2 separate regions of the Capsicum annuum genome follow, and region 2 is linked to region 1. A link is a contact called in public Hi-C data. All regions are on one chromosome and are shown on one strand. The core of a region is the stretch at or near the end of the contact, and the rest is flanking DNA. Distances in the headings are between cores, read along the strand shown.

Region 1 (4,655 bases), core at 927-3,426:
CAGATCCACATAAAAAATTATTTAAAAAATAATTTCACTAATATATATTTATAAAATTTTAAAAATATATCCCCCCTTCTTTCTTCTTCAAATGATCCACCCCCTTTTTAATTTTCAAATCACCACCACCACCCCAACCTGCCATCAGCCAACCACCTTTTCTTTTTTCTTCTTCTAACATCCATTAATACTTTTTAGTTTCTAATCATTGATTTAATTTTCATTAATTTCCTCTCCTTTTTTTTAACCTTCATTAACACTTCACTAATTTTTGCTACTTCTGATTTCTCTTCTCATAACATTTTCTTTAGAAAAAATGAGTATTCTAACTTGCATATTTGAAAATTATAATAAAAATTTTTTGAATCAAGATGAAGGTTTTTTCTTTAGGTGACAATAAAAATTTAAAAAAAAAAAAGTAGAAAGAGAGGATTTGAAGAAGAAGGAATGGGGTGAAAGTTTGTAGAAAATAGAGGAAAAAGGGTGGGGTTCAAAGAAGAAGGTGGGGAGGAAGGAAGGGAGGGAGGGTCGGAGAAGATAAAAGGAGGTGGGTTTGAAGAAAATGAAAGGGCCGGGGATCTTGAAGAAGATGAAAAGGGAGGTAAGGATGTTTTTATTTGTTATTTTTATTTTATTATATATAATTAAATTATATATAATAATTAAAAAATTATTAAAATATTCTACCAATACTTTTTTCTAAAAGGAAATGCGCTTTATTTTTTTGGTCATGTTAGCTATTAATGGGGCAATATAATTCATGCGAAAATTATTTAGTGAGATAAATAATTATCGATAAAGTTAAAGTATTATAATAAGTTGTGGCGACAAGTTCAAGGAGGTACTTATGCTTTTTCCCATATTGAAAATGATAGTTTTGAAACTTTCACTAACAATGTCATGAAAAAAGTAGATATTTGGAAAAAGATTTCAAACTTGTGTCAAATGTCAAATAAAAATATGGAAGAGTACACATTTGGCCTAGAGAAACCTTACTCACTGCATTCATTTTTATTGATCACGTTTTGTTTTTTGATAGTTAAATTGCATAAATTTTGATCAACATTTATATTTGTTATTATATTAATATGAGAAAATTGTAACATATAGTTTTTTTTTATGTAGTCTTCAAAAATCTAAATATTAAATTAATTACTTCAATTTAGTTGACGTTTAATCAAATTAATCTTCACAAAGTGAAATATAATAAATAAAAATGAATAGATAAAGTAATAAAACTCACTTGATTTATAAAAATAGATAAATAAATTGAAATATTTATTTTCGTATAAGGTCAAGTAAAAAAGACAGAGACTTCACATAAGTTTAAGGGTCATTCGATACGCATGATAAAGTGGAATATCTCGTGATTAAGTTTGGTACAAAATTTATATTATATTTTGTTGATGGTATAAATTAGCTTTGGAGTATTCCTTTAAGCAAACATGATATAAATTTAACACCAAACTTAATCATATCTCAGTTTAATCCATCGAACATGTGATTATTTTGTACCAACTCTTAAGGATCGTTTGGTTAGAAACAAGTTATCGCGGGATAAGTTATCCCGCTATATATATGGAATAGACATAATACATAAACAAGACCTTTAACTTGACACCAAATTATAACTTGACCTTTAACTTTATCAGTGCACAAGTAGACCCTTTAACTATAAAAAAGTTGAACAAAAAAAATACTCCAATCTTACCTGATAAAAATGCGTGCATACACTCAAAATGACGAATGCCAGAGTAAAAATTTTAGCCTCCCAATGATTAAAAAAATGTTTAAATGACTATTATGTCCTTAATAAATTCTTTTTATATACATCCCTTTTTACAATTCAAATTCTCATTTTATTCTCTTTTTTATTTTCTCCAATAAATCCTCATTTTAATCCATCAAATATGTGATTATTTTGTACCATCTCTTAAGGATCATTTGATTAGAAACAAGTTATTACACCATAGATATAAAAAAATAACTTATCTCATCACTAAATATAAATGATAGGATAAATGATTTCTTGACTAACTAATAACTCTAATTAAAGATGAAATAAACTAATCCTATATTTTCAAGGACAGAGGATGATGAAAAAATATACTAATAATACATAACTAAAATTAATTTCTATATATGTATAATAGAAATTGAACCCTTCACCGAAATTTCCTATTGAACGCGTAGTTAAAATTCGGGCTCGCTAACTTATCGACCGCTCAATTTACAGATGAAGGTCGAGCACAGCAAGTGGGTACGCAAGAACCGAAGAGTAAGATCGGAGTGGCCACACCACATGTCTCCCTCAGGGTCATAGTCAGGGTAGAAACTAAACAAAACAAGAGACTCTCTCTCGCGCGCGCGCGTTTTCATTTTGCTTTTTGTGTTCTCTACTACTTCTCCTCTCTACTTCTATTTCTCTTTATACGTCGTCGTTTCTTTACTACTGCTGCTGCTCTTCAGACTTCCTATTACAGCTCTTGGGTTTTACAAAATCGATTGGACTGTTTTGGATTATCCCAAAGTAATTGTTCTCGATCGAGGTAATTTTAACTATTTTTCTATAGATTTTACCCTTGGATCATCTAATTTGTTGATTTTTGTCACTCGAATTAAGGGTTTTTGTGGGGATTTTGAACTACTTTTTTTTCTGTTGCTAATTTCTGTGCTGGGTGTAGGTTTATTTTTGCTTGTTCTTGCTTGAATTATCTGACTTTTTTTCCCCAAACCGGAGCTAGAAATCGACGCGTTTTGGTTGTAATTACGATTAAACCCCTAATCTTTTCGTGGAAAATGTTATAGTAGAAATGGAACATTTTACAGTTTGGTCTGTCAGTTCTCTTCTCCAGTTAATGTGTGTGTAATTTATCCCCAAAAACAATTCTTTTTGTGGCTTTACAAAACGAGCGGTATCTCAGTAGTTGGTTGACTATTGGTTGACGTAATTCTCTCCCCCATTTCCTCTTCCCCTACTTCCAATTTGAATAAAAAAATGTGGCTTTACAAAAAGAAGAAGACATTAGTAGCTTTTTGCCATATCTACCCTTACTGCTCCATGGAAGCATATAATCATTAATTACATTTACGGATTTTAATAAAGGATTCAAAGGTGAATAAGGAAGTAACTGATTTGTCATCTTAATTACCGAGTCATTTAGCTAATTTGAAGGCATTAAATGAACTGAAGGTTGAGGACAATTTTCCCTTATATAATAGCTTACCTTTTAGTAAAGGTTGAAGATAGACTTTTTCTTGCGTGGTTAGTTTTCATCAAGCTTCTCTTCTGTGTGTTCATTTTGAAATTATTTTTTGTTTAGTTATTTTCTCCTTGTTGCTTATTGTGCTTTGATGCATGAAATTGGAGAAGAATTTTCTGCTAGCAAGCTCTGATATTTCATGTTTCTTACAGGGTTGTGGTCCGTTAAAGTTTGAGTTACAAATCCTCATGCAGAAAAAACTATAGTTTTTTTGCTGCAGTTGCTTGAAGGGAAAATGTTGGAGACTCCAAAGTTTGCGGGACTTATAGACTTAAATGAAAACCATGATCATTATGGACTGTCCCAAAATTTTTACCATAAGCTTGGTGAGGGATCAAACATGTCAATCGACAGTTATGGGAGCTTGCAGATGAGCAATGGCGGAGGTTCAGTTGCAATGTCGATGGATAACAGTAGTGTTGGATCAAATGATTCACACACTCGTATCTTAAACCACCAAGGTCTCAAGCGTGTCCACAATAACTATTCTGCTGCAGCTAGTGTAAATAAGGGCAAAGCTTCTCATGGGTTGAGTGACGATGCTCTAGCTAAAGCTTTGATGGATCCTCGATTTCCTACCAATGGGCTTGAGAATTATGATGAGTGGACGATTGATTTGAGGAAGCTCAACATGGGGCCAGCTTTTGCTCAAGGGGCTTTCGGGAAACTCTACAAGGGAACTTACAATGGAGAGGATGTTGCTATCAAGCTTCTAGAGAGGCCAGAGAATGATCTTGAAAGGGCTCACTTGATGGAGCAACAGTTTCAGCAGGAAGTCATGATGTTGTCAAGGTTGAAACATCCAAATATTGTTCGGTTTATCGGTGCATGCCGTAAACCCATGGTGTGGTGTATTGTCACCGAATATGCTAAAGGAGGATCAGTTCGTCAGTTTCTTACTAAGAGACAAAATCGAGCTGTGCCCTTGAAGTTAGCAGTGAGGCAGGCCTTGGATGTGGCAAGGGGTATGGAATATGTGCATGGCCTGAATCTGATACATCGTGACCTGAAATCTGACAACCTACTAATTGCTGCTGATAAATCAATCAAGATTGCGGACTTTGGGGTTGCTCGTATTGAGGTGCAGACAGAAGGAATGACACCAGAGACTGGAACATACCGCTGGATGGCTCCGTAAGCCTCTAACTTTTTAGAAAACTCTTTAAATGTGATCGTCTTATCCTGGTCTGGTCTTTTGGCAAAACCATAATACAGAGCTTTTTCTTTTCTTTTTCCTTTCAAAATGTTAAATATATCCATAACACAGAGCTGCTTCTGCCGTCCCATTGATTCTTTTATGGTTTCAGTTTCCTTCTTTTCGTAGAATTCATTCAATGATTTGCATACTGTGTTTGCAATACAAATATACAATGCCTTCTAACTTATCAAAGA
Region 2 (4,384 bases), core at 1,850-4,349, 290 kb before region 1:
GTGTGAGACCTCCAAAGTTATTTTAACTTTTCAATGAAATACCCTTAGACCTTTTACTGTTTCATGAAGTTTCGATCGATGTTGCTACTTTAGCATGTTACTAATGGCCATGAGAGATTTAGTAATGCAATACGCGTCAATGGAAGCAGTTGATTTGGAGCAGATAGATTCGAGTAGAAAGGAAAGATGATTAAAATAAATAATTTAACTTGTGTACACAAGCTGGCTATTACACTAACCATGTAGATGTCAAGTGTAATTGTGTATATAAAGTTAATCATGAACTCGAGTTCACCTCTTTAAGAGGAAGAGGGATCGAATAGGTAACAACTAAAGTAGTGAATGATGTCTGGGTATTGTGAGTATAAGTATCCTCATTTTAGTAATGAATTCTTTTTACATGTGATTGGATTCCTATATGTATCTTGTAAAATCTTATAGGTAAAGCTTGTGATGCTCACAGGTCGCACAAACTATTTGTCGTATAAATTGGTGACTTGATGATGTCGTACTGGTGTGGGTCTTGTCCACCATGTGCAAAGTGGGAGATGTTAGATTACGGGTCATGGGTCGTCCATGTGGACCGACCCGACCCGGCCTAATTTTTATTTTAATGATAAAAGATAAGAAGGGAGCAAATCAGTTACTGACTAATTATTTATTCTCCCACTACTTTCAGTGTGCAAAAGTTGAACCGACCGATAAAAGTATTATTGTTTATTGTTATTGGGTTATTGGATTAACAGTTTTTTAATGGTTTTATAAGAAAAATTTATTGGGTTATTGGTTCGGTTTGATTTTTTCTTATTGGGTTATTGGGTAAACCGATATCCCAATAAGAATATGTATATATATATGACTTATTATATATTTCTCTTAATTTTTCTTTAATTTCTACAAATTAACAAACCTGTTATTTCAATTATACAAACTCTTAATTTCTCCTAACAACATTTAGTCCAAACTTAAAGATTCTTATAAATTAAAACACATCATGTAGGATTTTTGGTTGCAACTAAGATTCGATTTTTTTCATGTTAGTTACTACTATTTTTATTTTATGAGTGTTTTCTTATCGGTTAAACCGAACTGTTAAGGACTAAAAATCGATAAATCGAAAATCGATAAAAAATTATCTTAGTTGTTTGGTTATTGGTTTAGCATATTTAAAAATCAAAAATTGATAAACTGAACCGATAATATATAAAACCAAATCGAACCGACCGATGCACACCCCTACCCACTACTCCTATACATATTACTACTTCTTCTTCTTCAATAGAAACGGATGAGAAAACAAATCCTTGGGTAACTAAAAACACAAAACAAGAACAAAACACCAACGAAGGTATTCAGTTTGTGAAACAATACTCCATTTTCAAGAAAGACGAAGATTGACTTGGGTGATTCTATCAGTAGCAAATTCAACGACTTCCGCTGCAACATATTAAGGTACACACATTATTTTTACTCCAAATTTGCTAACATATTCACTATGTGAGCTCTCAAAGAATTGAAAGACGAGGCCATTCTGAGAGAAGATGCATCGGTATAATAAAAAATTTGATACCATCTCATTTTGAGATTCTTTCCAGCTCCTCAAAGACAAACATAGAAAACCATCTCATTAGGGATCAATATATTCATTGAACGTGGGAAGAAACATCATCATTTGTATTAAGGTAAGGGAAAGAGATTAAAATTACTGTGTTGCTTTTGTATAAAAGTAATTCTATTTCTGCTTTATCAATGATATCGGCTCTGATATTCTAACCCAGTGAAAAAGGTGAATGCCTACTAGTGTAATTAGTCAAATTTACAATGTGACTACTTACATTTGAGAGAAAAACTTTATTTTGAGTCTCATATAACAAACAAAAGTTGTATGAGGACTTATTATTTGATGGACATGTGGCATGGGGTTCACTAGTCCTCCTTTACTTATTTTATCTTTGTGGAGAAGCCACCATTGGCACTATTTTTCATCTTCTACAATTTTTTTCTTCTTGAAATTTAATTTCAATGCCATCAAAATTAAATATAATTTCTTTGGGCAACTATATTTTGTCTTCCCACCTTTATATCATTTTTTCAAGAGTTTTCTTGCTCAAATGTTCAACCTCAAAAATTCTAGTTCCTAATTACTAATTCTTTGTCAAATATTTATTTGATCATGATACTTTTTTTTCTCAATTTTTTTCCTCACTTTATTATAAATATAATTTTAAGTTGGTATTTGATAAAAAAATTTCAAACATAATTTAGAGTTGTATCTGAAAAAATGAAAATAAGTACTAACTTTTTTCACTCTTAGAATTCATTTGGTCATGAAAATCAAAAACATATTCACTTTAATTGATATTTTAGACGTTAAAAATAGAATTAAAATTGTGTTTAACAATAGTATTTTCTAAAGTATTTTAGACTTTGAATTTATTTTTTTCTTCTATAAAGTGATAGATTGAGTCAAAAAAATACAACACCTCAAGAGGTGTTTTTTGAAAAATAAAAAATTGTGAAAACGTATTTCGAAATACGTAATTTTCATGGTCAAACAAGTATTTCAAAATAAAATGAAAAAGTATTCCAAAATATTGTGATTAATAACTATGGCCAAACGCCTACTTACACCTCTAACAAAAATTTAAAAACAACTCAAATTTATACTCATAATCAAACACAACTCCAACTTTAATTTTTCTCTTGAGATGGTATGAGTATGTCCATATGATGGTATAGCGCAATTCTTGAATGTCGATTATAAATCTCAAATTGCATTAAGTAACATACACACAAAAAAGTTTCACAAAATAATGAAATAAAAGTTTAAAACTGATTGTTATGAAAGACGTTGAAAAAGAATATAAAAATCAAAAAAAAAAAAATTGAAGAAATTTTCAAAAAACAAAAATATGAGAAGAACATGAATTGAAATAAAATAAAAAGGTGAAGAGGGAGATGGTTATAAAGAAGAATATTACAAAGTAATGATAACTGGGTTCCACAAATTCCAAATGTCAAATAATGAACCTCTCGTACAAGTATGACATGGCGCATCTCATACAAAAATTTTACTTTGAGTCTCATACAACAAACAAAAGTTGTATGAGGACTTATTATTTGATGGACATGTGACATGGGGTCCACTAGTCCTCCTTTACGTATTTTTGGCACTATTTTTCTTCTTCAAATTTAATTTCAATGCCACTAAAATTAAATATAATTTCTTTGTGCAACTATATTTTGTCTTTCCACCTTTATATCATTTTTCCAAGAGTTCTCTTGCTCAAATGTTCAACCTCAGAAATTCTAGTTCCTAATAACTAATTTTATCAAGTATTTATTTGATCATGATACTTTTTTTCTCAATTTTTTTCCTCACTTTATTATAAATATAATTTTAAGTTGGTATTTAACATGAAAATTTCAAACATAATTTAGAGTTGTATCTGAAAAAATAAAAATAAGTACCAACTTTTTTCACTTTTAGAATTCATTTGGTCATGAAAATCAAAAACATATTCACTTTAATTGATATTTTAGACATTGAAAATAGAATTAAAATTGTGTTTAACAATAGTATTTTCTAAAGTATTTTAGACTTTGAATTTATTTTTTATAAAGTGATAGATTGAGTCAAAAATATAAAACACCTCAAGAGGTGTTTTTCGAAAAATAAAAAATTGTGAAAACATATTTCGAAATACGTAATTTTCATGGTCATACAAGTATTTCAAAATAAAATGAAAAAGTATTCCAAAATATTGTGATTAATAATTATGGCCAAAGCCTACTTACTCCTCTCACAAAAATTTAAAAACAACTCAAATTTATACTCATAATCAAACACAACGCCAACTTCAATTTTTCTCTTGAGATGGCATGAGTATGTCCATATGATGGTATAGCGCAATTCTTGAGTGTCGATTATAAATCTCAAATTACATTAAGTAACATACACACATAAAAGTTTCGCAAAATAATGAAATAAAAGTTTAAAATTGATTGTTATGAAAGATGTTGAAAGAGAATATAAAAATCAAAGAAAGAAAAAAAAATTGAAGAAATTTTCAAAAAACAAAAATGTGAGAACATGAATTGAAATAAAATAAAAAGGTGAAGAGGGAGATGGTTATAAAGACGAATATTACAAAGTAATGACAACTGGGTTCCACAAATTCCAAATGTCAAATAACGAACCCCTCGTACAAGTATGACATTGCGCATCTCATACAAAATAATTTTTTTCGGGATGAATTACCCATCCGTCTTCCATACATACCATCTGTTTTCCATATTATCCGGTAAACTAGAAGTTGAGAAACAACAGTTTCTTTTCTCAAGGTTTCAGACTAACTGATATAAGTTGCTTTTCCAAAAACTT

Evidence for each region. Hi-C and Micro-C count contacts between places; a contact is called where the count stands out from the background.
Region 2: a contact with region 1 is called in a Hi-C map of bud, with 2.7 times the contacts expected there. The contact joins the enhancer-like site here to the promoter of LOC107877939 in region 1. A contact is called at or near these places in 2 of 5 Hi-C or Micro-C datasets (bud and placenta).

Annotation. Positions count from the first base shown.
Region 1 is chr7:119,769,927-119,774,581 of UCD10Xv1.1, reverse strand. It overlaps LOC107877939 (serine/threonine-protein kinase STY13), which reads left to right and starts at 2,176. Exons shown (of 3, transcript XM_016724763.2): 1 at 2,176-2,549; 2 at 3,416-4,397. The coding sequence starts at 3,499.
Region 2 is chr7:120,057,241-120,061,624 of UCD10Xv1.1, reverse strand. No RefSeq gene overlaps it. Among protein-coding and RNA genes, the nearest start is that of LOC107877937, 33 kb to the right of the region's middle. Within about 2 kb of position 3,099, at least 3 of the 5 cell types and tissues checked have an H3K27ac peak or open chromatin away from gene starts, as enhancers often do. A contact at or near this core is called in bud, where this site is marked.